Regions from separate parts of the Pan troglodytes genome. Here regions 1 and 3 are each linked to region 2. Evidence: chromatin contacts called from public HiChIP or PLAC-seq data. All regions are on one chromosome and are shown on one strand. Each heading gives the region's core, a stretch centred on a gene start, on an enhancer-like site or on the middle of the called end of the contact. The rest is flanking DNA. Distances are from core to core; before and after follow the strand shown. Region 1 holds the start of WDR20 (WD repeat domain 20). Region 2 holds the start of ZNF839 (zinc finger protein 839). Region 3 holds the start of HSP90AA1 (heat shock protein 90 alpha family class A member 1).

What was found. HiChIP or PLAC-seq counts read pairs in DNA pulled down with a chosen protein or histone mark.
Region 1: an H3K4me3 HiChIP or PLAC-seq map of stem cell-derived excitatory neurons shows a contact between it and region 2, with 4 times the contacts expected there. The contact joins the promoter of WDR20 here to the promoter of ZNF839 in region 2. A contact is called at or near these places in 2 of 7 Hi-C or Micro-C datasets (blood and stem cell-derived neural progenitor cells) and 1 of 1 datasets of contacts at active chromatin or transcription factors (stem cell-derived excitatory neurons).
Region 3: a contact with region 2 is called in an H3K4me3 HiChIP or PLAC-seq map of stem cell-derived excitatory neurons, with 4 times the contacts expected there. The contact joins the promoter of HSP90AA1 here to the promoter of ZNF839 in region 2. A contact is called at or near these places in 2 of 7 Hi-C or Micro-C datasets (induced pluripotent stem cells and stem cell-derived neural progenitor cells) and 1 of 1 datasets of contacts at active chromatin or transcription factors (stem cell-derived excitatory neurons).

Annotation. Positions count from the first base shown.
Region 1 is chr15:100,150,983-100,155,067 of NHGRI_mPanTro3-v2.0_pri, forward strand. WDR20 (WD repeat domain 20) reads left to right here and starts at 1,705. Exons shown (of 5, transcript XM_063793895.1): 1 at 1,705-1,991.
Region 2 is chr15:100,330,950-100,334,596 of NHGRI_mPanTro3-v2.0_pri, forward strand. ZNF839 (zinc finger protein 839) reads left to right here and starts at 2,085. Exons shown (of 8, transcript XM_063793896.1): 1 at 2,085-2,655. TRNAI-AAU (transfer RNA isoleucine (anticodon AAU)) reads left to right here and starts at 226; the gene lies at 226-299.
Region 3 is chr15:100,098,813-100,102,579 of NHGRI_mPanTro3-v2.0_pri, forward strand. HSP90AA1 (heat shock protein 90 alpha family class A member 1) reads right to left here and starts at 1,870. Exons shown (of 11, transcript NM_001098572.1): 1 at 1,812-1,870; 2 at 1,043-1,204; 3 at 584-950; 4 at 125-258. The coding sequence starts at 1,204.

The DNA of each region.
Region 1 (4,085 bases), core at 455-2,954, 180 kb before region 2:
GGGCACTGTGGCTCATGCCTGTAATACCAGCACTTTGGGAGGCCAAGGTGGGTGGATCAGCAGGTCAAGAGATCAAGACCATCCTGGCCAACATGGTGAAACCCCATCTCTACTAAAAATACAAAAATTAGCTGGGCGTGGTGGTGCACATCTGTAGTCCCAGCTACTCGGGAGGCTGAAGCAGGAGAATCGCTTGAACCTGGGAGGCAGAGGTTGCAGTGAGCCAAGATTGCACCACTGCACTCCAGCCTGGCGACAGCGAGACTCCATCTAAAAAAAAAAACAAAACTAAACCAAAGGCTATGCATGAGACAAAGTGAACAGTTTATTACTGTGATTATAATAAAATGTTGAATTTATATAGGGTAAAATCTTGATAGAATGCTTGAATTATATAGGTATTATGGGAAATACAATGTTATGGTTAATTGAAGAATAATACAAAATTTTGTTTTAACTTTTGCTCGCTGGGTTTTTTTTCCCCCCAAAAAAATTATACTTTTTTTCCTCTTGATAATTAGGAAACACAGATAAATTATTTTTAGATGATTCGAGATGTCACTATCCTTCAAGTTGATTATTGTAAAATACGTGTTTTCAATGTAAAATAACACAGTTATGGAGTTTGGGATATAGCCATGGTAACGACAGAACATACCCTGGTGTTTTAAGATTAGGGAAAGTCGGATAACATCAAAACAATTCTAAGAAAAAACTTTAAGTATTTTTCAGGCTCTATTAATTAAGAAGTACTTCAGTGCTTTTTTTTCTTTTTTTTTTCCAACACTACAAAGGCTAAAGATGTTATTATCAAATGTATTACTACATCATTGGCACAGTTTCTATTGGTATCTACTTGCTTTTTAATACGGAAGATGTTTATGATTTACACTCCTCCTACTTTAGAAATTCTCTCCATTCACTTCTTTTGTGCCCCTCCAGATATAATCTGAACTTCCAGGAATAGTTCATTCTTGGTGTTACAAATGTTGGCTTCCCCCCTCCCTGGAATTCTATTAGAATGTTTCTGTCACTTTAGAAGCTTTCTTATTCTGGTGTAACATGCCAAGAAACCCAGGTATAAAATAGTGATTGTTGAATCTTACTTTGACACGTGTGCCCGTCCTTATAAATCTAGACCCTGTACATTACATGCATACAACTATCCCTATGGATCTACTAGTAAATAATCTCACAGACTCCACCTGAGGCTTCTGGAAAAAAAAATCAATTACCTTAAATTTTATTAAGAGCTCTTCGTAAACTACTGAGCAAGAGAAGTGAATCCTAAAAAGATTCAGTCCCCGGTTCCCAAAGCGCTTCCCCGCCCCGTGTTTCTGAACAGCTGGAGAGGACAAACCTCCGCTAAGAAGCGGAGGCCGCCAGTGCTCATCACACGCAGGAATTAGGATATCTGGCTTGAGAACACCTATGCTGTACCACATTCTTCTCTCCCCCTACCCCGCCTGAAATAAAACATAGTGAAGCGTAAATCTTGAGTCCCTTGGTACCTTCTCAGAAACGGCGGCGAGGAGGCTTCAGAGGGGCTTCCTGAGCGGGGATCCAGACGGTCGCGCGGGTATTCAGCACTCTGGGCGGGACAGTCCCTGTCCCGAAGGGAGGGCCCAGGAGGGGTGGAGCCGTCCCCGCCCGAACACGGGGGCATCCGCGCTCCCCGTAGGGTACCCCGCGTGCTGGCTCCGAAGCGGTGGCAGTCGGGGTGGCGCTCTTCCTCCGCTCTTTGGGGTCCCGGCGCCCCTCAGGGCAGGGCGGGAGACCGCTGAGGAGGCACCCTCAAGTTCACCTCAGGCTCATGACACCAGCCCCGCCGCGGTTCCCCCTGACCGGCTTTCCGCTGGCCCTGGCGGCTGCGGAACGGTCAACTAGACCCCACTAGCTGAAGCCGGCATCACCTGGGAAGCAGCCAGGCCGCCCGAAGGCCACACCCGGGGGAGGAGCCTGCGGACGCCCAGTCGGGTGGAGCACGCCAGGTGAGCACGCCTGCGCAGTCGGGCCGTAAACAAGCCCGCCCCTTCCCTTTGGCCCGCCCTCGCAGGGCTGGCCCGCGGGTGGGAGGGGCGAGAAGGAAGAGGCAGGGGGTGGGGGAAGAGGGAGCACCAGGAATAGCGCCTGCGCGGTGGGCGTGATCCGGGCACTTAGGGCAGGATGAACGCTGCTTTCCAAGATGGCGACGGAGGGAGGAGGGAAGGAGATGAACGAGATTAAGACCCAATTCACCACCCGGGAAGGTCTGTACAAGCTGCTGCCGCACTCGGAGTACAGCCGGCCCAACCGGGTGCCCTTCAACTCGCAGGGATCCAACCCTGTCCGCGTCTCCTTCGTAAACCTCAACGACCAGTCTGGCAACGGCGACCGCCTCTGCTTCAATGTGGGCCGGGAGCTGTACTTCTATATCTACAAGGGGGTCCGCAAGGTACCGACCCGGGCGTCACCGGAGCCAGCCAGCGGCGTAGGCAGAGGCCGGGAGCAGGGCGGTGACAGTGGGGCCAGGGTGACCGAGAGGGGTGGCCGTCGCTCTTACTTTTGAGTGGGCCGGTAACTCCACTGGGGTACTCCTGAGGAGAGGGGATTCAGGAGTAAGGAGGGTGGTGGCGGTGGCGTTTCGAAGGGGTGGGGGCAGTGGAAAGGGACCGTGGGGCGCGGGGGTTCTGGCTGGGAGGCTCCCGGGGGAGCCGGCTGCGTCCCCTCCAGCCTGGTCCATCAGGCTCTGACATGGCCAGGGAGCGGGCCTGCGAGTCCCCGGAAGAGGTGAGGTGGCCGTCTTGTCTGCTTCGATTGCCTCGCCTCCCTGGAGGGTTGGAAGTCTCGCCCTGGGTTAGAGAACAGGGACGCAAGACGGCTTAACAAGATCTCTGTAAGGCGGAACCGGGGCCGGGAAGCGGAGCATTGAGACTAGGTCAGAAAGAACCTGCTCGGCACGCAAGGCTACTCCACCTGCTGCCGCACTGACACTTCCTAGGAGCCTCTCCTGGTGTTAACATTTCTATTTCCAAAAACATCCGCGGGAGGACGGCTGTCACTGTCTCCGCCGTGGGGACCTTCTGAAAGATTGTTAAGGAGAGTCATCTTGTCCCTTGTAGTATGCGAAGGGCAGAGTACTACAGTTGAAATGATGTTTCCAGTGAACTAAGCTGGTTCAGAGGGGTTGTGTGAGAGTGCCCAGATTAATCTTGTCCAACAAGTCAGACTGTGTCCCAAACAGGGAGTGATATGCTTTAAAAGCTGCTTTAAAGGGACCATCCTTCTTGGCGGGCGAGTTACCGGTAATTCTGTGAAACATGTAAGCATCCTTTAAAAGTATCTCTTTAAAAGCAGCCATTTATTAGAGTTTTTCTTTCATTGGCTATGTAACTGTGTTTTCACTGAGAATTGCTTATTTTTGAGATTGTAGTCTTTGACTTGATGTCATGGAAGAGTGAGGAAATTAATGCATCCCACAGCACCTCCAAATAGGACAAGGTGATAAAAGATTAAGTCGTAAATGCATGTTAGCATGAAAATAAATTGTTCATATTGAAGAGTGAACATTCTTCAGGATTTAATATAGCCAGATCCAGTACAGGATTTTCGCTTGTTACAAGAGCTAGGGAAATGACAGTGGTATCTAAATGTAGCAAAGTTGTTTCTTTGATTCAGGGTGAATCTTTTTTATTAGTCTTTATGATAATAAGTGTACCACTGTATTTAGGGTATGCTGTTGGAAGTTATTAAGGGTAAATCGCTTGACCTTTTTTTTTTTCCTCGTTTGGAATTGCAAAAGCTCGAAGTAGTCTTCAGTCTAGGGGCTGAAGTTTTACTCCTACTCCCAACTTTGTCACTGACTTGTTGGGTGACCTTGGATAAGTTATTTAACTTCTATTTGCACCTCTTTAAAAAGGGAATGTTACAGTGCACGTTGTAATTAATAATATAATAATCATAATGAACTTTAAGGCCCTGAAACACTCAGTAGATGTAAAATATAGTTAAATACTAACTGTCAAATAAGAAGCTGCCGTCTTGACATTGATAATCAGAGTGAAAGGACCAATTTTGTCTCAGGAAATTAAGTTTAGAATTTTAAG
Region 2 (3,647 bases), core at 835-3,334:
GAAAAAAAGCCGCCTTCGCTGTAGGGAGCCGCCTCCCTTCTCCTTGAAGTCCCCTAGGTCTTAGTTTCTGCATCGGGCCAATGGGGATGACTGTGAAGAGGTCGAAAGTCGCGGCTGTGGCGAAGCGGAATGCAGCCAGTGGCGCGGGCTCGGCAGGGAGTCGCTAGGGGGCGGGCGCGGGCTTGGAGCCCTCTTAGGCGCTCCCGTGGGGGCCCAGCATCAAGCGGCCGGTTAGCTCAGTTGGTTAGAGCGTGGTGCTAATAACGCCAAGGTCGCGGGTTCGATCCCCGTACGGGCCAGTCTAGCTTTTTTTTTTTTTCGGTCCCCCCAATGTTCCTTTCTGATACTGTAACCGGCGTGCAGGCAGGAGAGAATTGCGGAATCTTTTGGACTGGGCCCAGAGGTTGTCCAAGGCTACCTGCTGGGGAGAGCGGGAGGAACTCAGAGCGCGCTGGGGCGGTGGCTCCTCACCCCGAGTCCCCGCGCCGCCACCTGAAGGGTCTGTTTTAGAATGCCATTGGTTAGGCCTTTTACTTTTGTCGTTTTAAAGGACACTCTGGACATCCAAACAGATGCACATCCCCCGCCCCCACCCCCCACGTTTCCTGAGGCTGCGTCTGGCCTGGAGGAACCGCCCAGTGAAGACAGGTGCTCGCAGATATCACCGCCTAGTGTTCCCTGGGCCCCCTTGCGGGGAAGTCTTGGAGGTGAAAATCCAGGTCTGGAATGAATGCATTCCACAGATGCATAAGGAGAGCTACTGCATGCCCAGCACCGTTCTAGGCTGGGAGCAAAACGGTGAGACACAAACCCCAACCCGCTGGAGACAGTGACAACCACTAGATGACTGCCATGTTTTTAGTGAGGCGTTCAGGTTGTGGAAGCCTCTGGAAACCTTCTCTTGCTTTTTATCCCCCCTCTTTTCTTTTCGGAGACATCTTAGGCTTCACATTTCTTCCTCTTGGTTCTACATTTTGAAGCCAGAGCAAGTGGATGAATTTCTCACTCGGTTCGTTTCTAGGGTGGTCAGGTGTGCTCAGCTGAACAAAAGCCGGTTGTATAAGGTTGATGCCATTTTATGTCAGGATCCGGCAAGGGCTCCACCTGTTTTTGAAAATTCTACAGTGGAAACAGCTACTAGTTCTGACCTAAATAAGAAGCAGCTCAACATCTGCAGACCTTGGTATGTGCCCAGGGTGTAGTAAAAGTTCTCAATAAATGCCAGCCGATGGCGCTGCTGCTATTATAAGCAAAGTTAGGAGAGCCTGGGGCAGCTGACACTTAAAATAGACACCTGTACACAGGATGGATGTCACATCGTTTAATAGTCGTGCCAGGCACGTTGTTAGATGCAGGGACACAGCATGGAGGAATCGGTGGAGGTTGCTGCCCTCAAGTTTCCTGAGCTTGAAGGGGTTTAGAATATGCCACGGTGGCATGAAAATTATTTTGAACAGAAGGCATGTGAATTCCTGAAATCTGGTCGGGTGTGGTGGCTCACACCTGTAATCTCAGCACTTGGGAAGGCCGAGGCGGGTGGATCACCTAAGGTCAGGGTTTCAAGACCAGCCTGACCAACATGATGAAACCCCGTCTCTACTAAAAATACAAAAATTAGCCAGGCATGGTGGCGGACGCCTGTAATCCCAGCTACTCAAGAGGCTGAGGCAGGAGAACCGTATGAACCCAGGCGATGGAGGTTGCAGTGAGCCGAGATCGTGCCACTGCACTCCAGCCTGGGTGACAGAGTGAGATCTTGTCTCAAAAAAAAAAAAAAAAAAAAATTGTGGTAAGATACCCATAATATAAAATTCACCATTAAAAAATAACACGGAAGGGATCATCGTGAATGCAATGTGAGTATTGATGAGGATGATGGTGATCTTCCAGAACCTTCTCTGACGCCACCCAGGCCGCCAGCCTTACTTTACCGGCTTCAGCGCTCATCACACTGTGCTGCAAATGCCAGTTTCCTCCTTCCCCCTTGGGAAGTTTCCTCCTTGGGGGTCGGCACCTAGACTGTATACCCCCCAGGGCGGAAACAGCGGTTCACCCACCAGGTGCTTAATAAGGGTTTGTGGACCAGTGGACCTCCTGCTCTCCCTGGGGAAAGGAGCTGGGACATGTGTACACACCTGCAGCTACAAGATTCGGAGGGCGCACAGAGCCTCAACCGTAAGAAGGAGAGGCGATCAGGCTGAGGAAGATGGGGCAGTGGAGCTGGATGGATAGAGAGAGGGTGGGTTCATTCATTCGTTCACTCATTCGTTTATTCATATTCGTCCATCCATCATTCATGCCCTGAGCGTGCGTTGTGTTCTGGGCAGGGCCTGTGCTGAGCACCGATTGTGTAATATATCATCTCTCCCTTCAAGCTGCACCCAATCTGGGTGGGTGGGTAGAGAGAAGCTAGGGTGACAAGGCAAAAATTTGGGAAACACTCTCGTTAACAATTCAAACTGTGGTCCCCTCTCAGATGTATAAATCCAAATGTTTAGGGGTGGGCACAGTACTCTGCATCTCCAGACAGCATCCTCCGCTGATTCGGATGCATGATGACGTCAGAACACTTGGATAGTGTGGTAACTTTTGGGCCAGGGGCTCTGGAACACCGAAGACCTCCCCCTGGGAGATCCGGGACAGCTCCCGGAGAAGGTGAGTCTTAAACACATCCGTGACAGGCAATAAGGAAAATAAGGGGGGTCCGCTCTGCTGATCAGCCCTAGGAGCCGCGGCGGTTGTCGGCTGGGGCGGGGCACTCCACGACTTTCCCGGCCAGACACGGTCGCCTTCCGAGGTGTCTTGGCCTGCGAGGCACTCGTAGCCTGCCCCTCTCCTAGGTGACGTACATTGGAGACGCCGTCGCTCAGCGACCCCGGTTCGAGTCCCCGCCTCGGCCGCCATGGCGGATGCGGAGCCGGAGGCTGGGGGCGGCAGCGAGGATGGTGGCGGCGGCGGCGGCGGCGGCGGCCCGGCTCCTCCGGGCCAGAGCGGCAGCGTCGCACGTGTGGCCCCGCTGGGCCCCGAGCAGCTGCGGCAGGTCCAGGAGCAGGTGACGAAGGCGCAGCCGCCGCCGCCGCCGCCGCCCCACTTCGTGCTGCAGGACGCGGCGCGGCGGCTGCGGGACGCGGCCCAACAGGCCGCCCTGCAGCGGGGCCGGGGCACCGAGTCCCCGCGCTTGCTCCCGCCCCAGGTGAGGCGTCGGGAGGGACGTGGGGAAACTGAGGCCCGAAGAGGGCCGACGCCCCGCGGCGGGGCTAGCTGCTTGTCCGGGGAGGCCAGTATCCGCCCGGGTTAAGACTCAGGGCGTCCCCAGGCTGAGCTTCTTAGGGACGGCGTTCGGCCCCCACCTGTCACCACCCTGGCATTTTCACCCCAGGAGCCTCACTCTAGGAGCGGTTGCTCACGCTGGGCCCTGTGCCTGGAACGCCCTCGTGCCTTCTCTGCCTTCACAGCCCTGCTGGGGGCTTTTGCGTGCTCCCTAGCTCTTCTTACAGGCCTTTCACCGCTGGTTCAGCCTTTGTGGAGCACTTAGAGACCGTGTTCCCAGCACTCCCCACTATGTGCAGGAAGTGAAGCCTTGAACACACTTGGTGAAGAACGAACATAAGGCAGGTTCTAGGATTGACGGGGGCTGCTTTAGATTG
Region 3 (3,767 bases), core at 620-3,119, 230 kb before region 2:
GGCAGTAGAGCTTAGGTTCCCCAGGCTTCAGACTAGTTGAACAGATCTAGGGACTAAGGATGTAGTACAGTCACCCCAATCACCTACAGACAGAAATTCACTCTGCAATTACATAAAAACTTACAAAAAGAGTAATGGGATATCCAATAAACTGAGAATGTTTCTTCACAATCTCCTTTATTCTTCGTTCCTCCAAGTACTCAGTTTGGTCTTCTTTCAGGTGTAGGATAACTTTTGTTCCACGACCCATAGGTTCACCTGCAAGAGAAAAAAGAAAAATTGACTTAATAATACATTCAATTTAGTGCTCAACGCCATGCCTAACATCCTTATAACGTGTCTATAAAGCAAGGTTTGCCGTTACTACAGATGCAAAGGCGCCCACAGCACAACCTTTTGGGCAAGGTGCCTTGCCCAAAAGAACCACCCACCAAGTCATGCCATTACACTAAGTGCTCTAGCTTGTTCCTGATCGTCGGGCAAACACAAATTCTGTAAGCTTCACCGCATCCCCAGGGGTTCAAGGGTTGCAGCACCCCACCCTTCTACCGCTCACCTAACCAGTGAATGTTCAGGTGCCTACCTGTGTCTGTCCTCACTGTGAATGATCCCCCTGCTGAGGACTCCCAAGCGTACTGCTCATCATCATTATGTTTGGTGATCACAGTTACTTTCTCAGCAACCAAATAAGCAGAATAAAAACCAACACCGAACTGGCCAATCATAGAGATATCTGCACCAGCCTGCAAAGCTTCCATGAACGCTTTGGTCCCAGACTTGGCGATAGTACCAAGGTTATTGATCAAGTCAGCCTTGGTCATTCCAATTCCAGTATCCACAATAGTGAGGGTTCGATCTTGTTTGTTCGGTATAAGGTTAATATGCAGCTCTTTCCCAGAGTCTAATTTACTGGGATCTGTCAAGCTTTCATACCGGATTTTGTCCAACGCCTGTTAACAAAAAATATTAATTTAAGCACACAGCACCCCCAAGAAGTTCATACTGAAACCAAAATCCGATTCTGGGTTAATAAGCGACTTACATCTGATGAATTTGAAATGAGCTCTCTCAGAAAGATCTCTTTGTTCGAGTAGAAAGTATTGATGATCAATGACATCAACTGGGCAATTTCTGCCTGAAAGGCGAAAGTCTCAACCTCCTCCTCCTCCATCGGTTGGTCTTGGGTCTGGGTTTCCTCAGGCATCTGGAACGACACCGCGCCGGTTTAAAACCTTGCAGGACGTCTACAGAGGCAACACGAGATTCCATCGCGCCCTCCAAATATTTCTAAAGCCGGATTGGAGATTTGCGAAGTTTAAGTAAACCGAAAATAGAAGGGCGGCTGACAAAGGATGACCTCATTTCGGAGCGCGGCAACTACCACGAGCGTGTGCGCGCTTCCGGGCGGCCGCCGCAGGCCCGGGCCCAGTCCCCCGCCGCGGTCCCCAACGGACACCCCGGGTGCCCTCCCGCGCGGGCTGCGGCTCCGCCACGGCGGCCTCCTCCGCCTGCGCCCCCAGCGGGGCCGGGCGGGGGACCCCCGCGGCGGGGCCGCTCTGTTCGCGTGCGGCGCCAGCTCTGGCGCTGCTGCGGAGCCTCGGGGAGCCCGCGGCCGCCCGGCCCATTCCTGAAGCGGGGTGCGGAAACCGCAGCGGGCCCGAGGCCTCCGGAATAGGAAGCGCGGCCGCCCGTGAGCGCGGCCCTGGCTGCTTCAGGGATCTCGTCCGGCCCCCACAGCCTCCGCTCCGCGCCAGCCGCCCCCGGTCCCGGTCCCCAATACACCTCCACAGGCCCCCACAACCACCCCTCACCTTGGCTAAGTGACCGCACAGGACCAACGGCACAGCAACACCAGGACGCTGAAGCAACTGACGCGCCGCCCCCGCGCCTGCCTTATATAGCGACGGGCCCGCCCAGCGCGCGGCGCTTTTTCCAGAAGCCTCCCGAACCTTCCGGAAGAACCCTCCCCAGCCGCCGCCGCGGCCGCGCGCCTGCGCATGCGCCGTCGCCGCGGCACCCCCCCCCGCCCCGCCTTCCTGCGGGCGCGCGCAGGCCCTGCTCGTGGCCCGGCCCGGGCAACCTTCCCTCAACCGCCGCCGCGCGCCTCTCGCACGCCCCCGCGCCGGCCTCAATGCGCCTGCGCGGCCTGGAATTCTCGGGAAGGTCCGGGCGCCTTCTGGGGCCGCCCGCGCCCTCCGCCCTGCACCCCCACCTGCCGAGCGCGGGCGGAGGGCACGCCCGGGCGTGGGGGCCTTTGAAGTGAGGTGTAGTTGGTCACCCGGGCTGAGCGGAACGCGGGGCCGGGGTGGGAGGCGCGCCTGGAGGGAGGGTCGTGCATGGACGGAGAGCGCCCCGGGTCTCACGCGCCCGGGAGACTACCGGAGCCGTCGTCCTGACTGGCGCCGCGCCCGCTGCCAAAGAACCCAGCCGCAGGCGGCGCCGGGATCGCGGGGCTCTGCCCTCTGGGGGCTGTTAGCCCCAGGCTGCTGCGCACTGGGGAGGCTGTCCCGCGGCCTGCGCGCTCGGGGATTCTCCAGACCCACCGCTGGCTCGGGAGCGCTCCCTACTTTTGGGTTCCCCGAAAGCCATGTGCTTCATACTTAAGGGTCCCTTAGCTTGGGAATCGGGGACTTGGTGAACAAATTCATGCTTACCCAGATACACCCGGCATGATTTTGAAAAGCCCATCGTTTTGCCGACCGATTTGCGGTCTCCAAATTAAGTATCTAACACTTTGGTGATTAACTTGTCCTAAAAGGTTCGTTTTGTTTTTTTTTTCTTGTTTTTTTTTTTGGACAGGCTCTCGCTTTGTCGCCCAGGCTGGGGTGCCGCGGCGGAATCTCGGCTCACTGCAGCCTAGACCCTCCCGGGCTCAGGTGATCCTCCCGCCTCAGCTTTCCCAGTAGCTGGGACGAGCGCGGGCAGAGGACCACAGGCGCGGACACCACACCTGTCTAGTTTTTGTATTTATTTGTAGAGTCGGGGTTTCACCATGTTGCCCAGGCTGGAAAAGCCAATTTCTACATGGGAATTTTCGGATATTTTGGCCAAGGCCAGCTGTGGGAACCTTGGAGGCGTTGGGGTTCCTTCCACCTGGCTTCCCTGCCTAGTCCATGTCCTCTTCCTCTTTGTCGCTGGCGCCTCCCATGATTGGGCCTCCTCCTGCCTGGACTCATAGCCAGGCCCTGGGAATAATCTGAAAGCTCCTTGCCGTGTAAAGAAACGATGGAACTATCTCCGCTTCCTGGTCTCTAGGGAAACGCAACTTGCTCAGGAGCAGGGGTTTTCAGACTGCGGCCTGGGACCCCCTTACGAGTGTGTGAAATCAACATAAAGCGTCTTGCCTGGCATTACAAAGCGGGGGAAGTGGAAGGAAACTAGCAGCCACGTGGCGCGGGCCCCAGCGGTGGTGACCGGGTGTGTGCCTGGTCCTGTGGTAGCTGTTGCGCAGCCTGGGGGCGCGCCCCCGGCCCAGGCTTTCCCTACAGCTGCAGCCTGGACTGGCGGGGAGGAATCCGGAAGCAGGAAGAGCGGTGAGCGGGTCGCTGAAGGGGCGCAAGGTCTTCCCTGGCGAGTGCCGCCTTCGCCTGTTTCCTTCCTGTCACCACCAGCCACTGTCCCCGCTCTCACTTGTAGGAACTTTTCCTACCGCAGTTTCTGCCATTGCCCAGGGGGTTTGAGATATAGAGGAGCCATCCAGGGCCCCAGCTCTGACGTTCTTTTTTTTCTTTTCTTTTCTTTTCTTTTTTTTTTTTTTTAGACAAAGT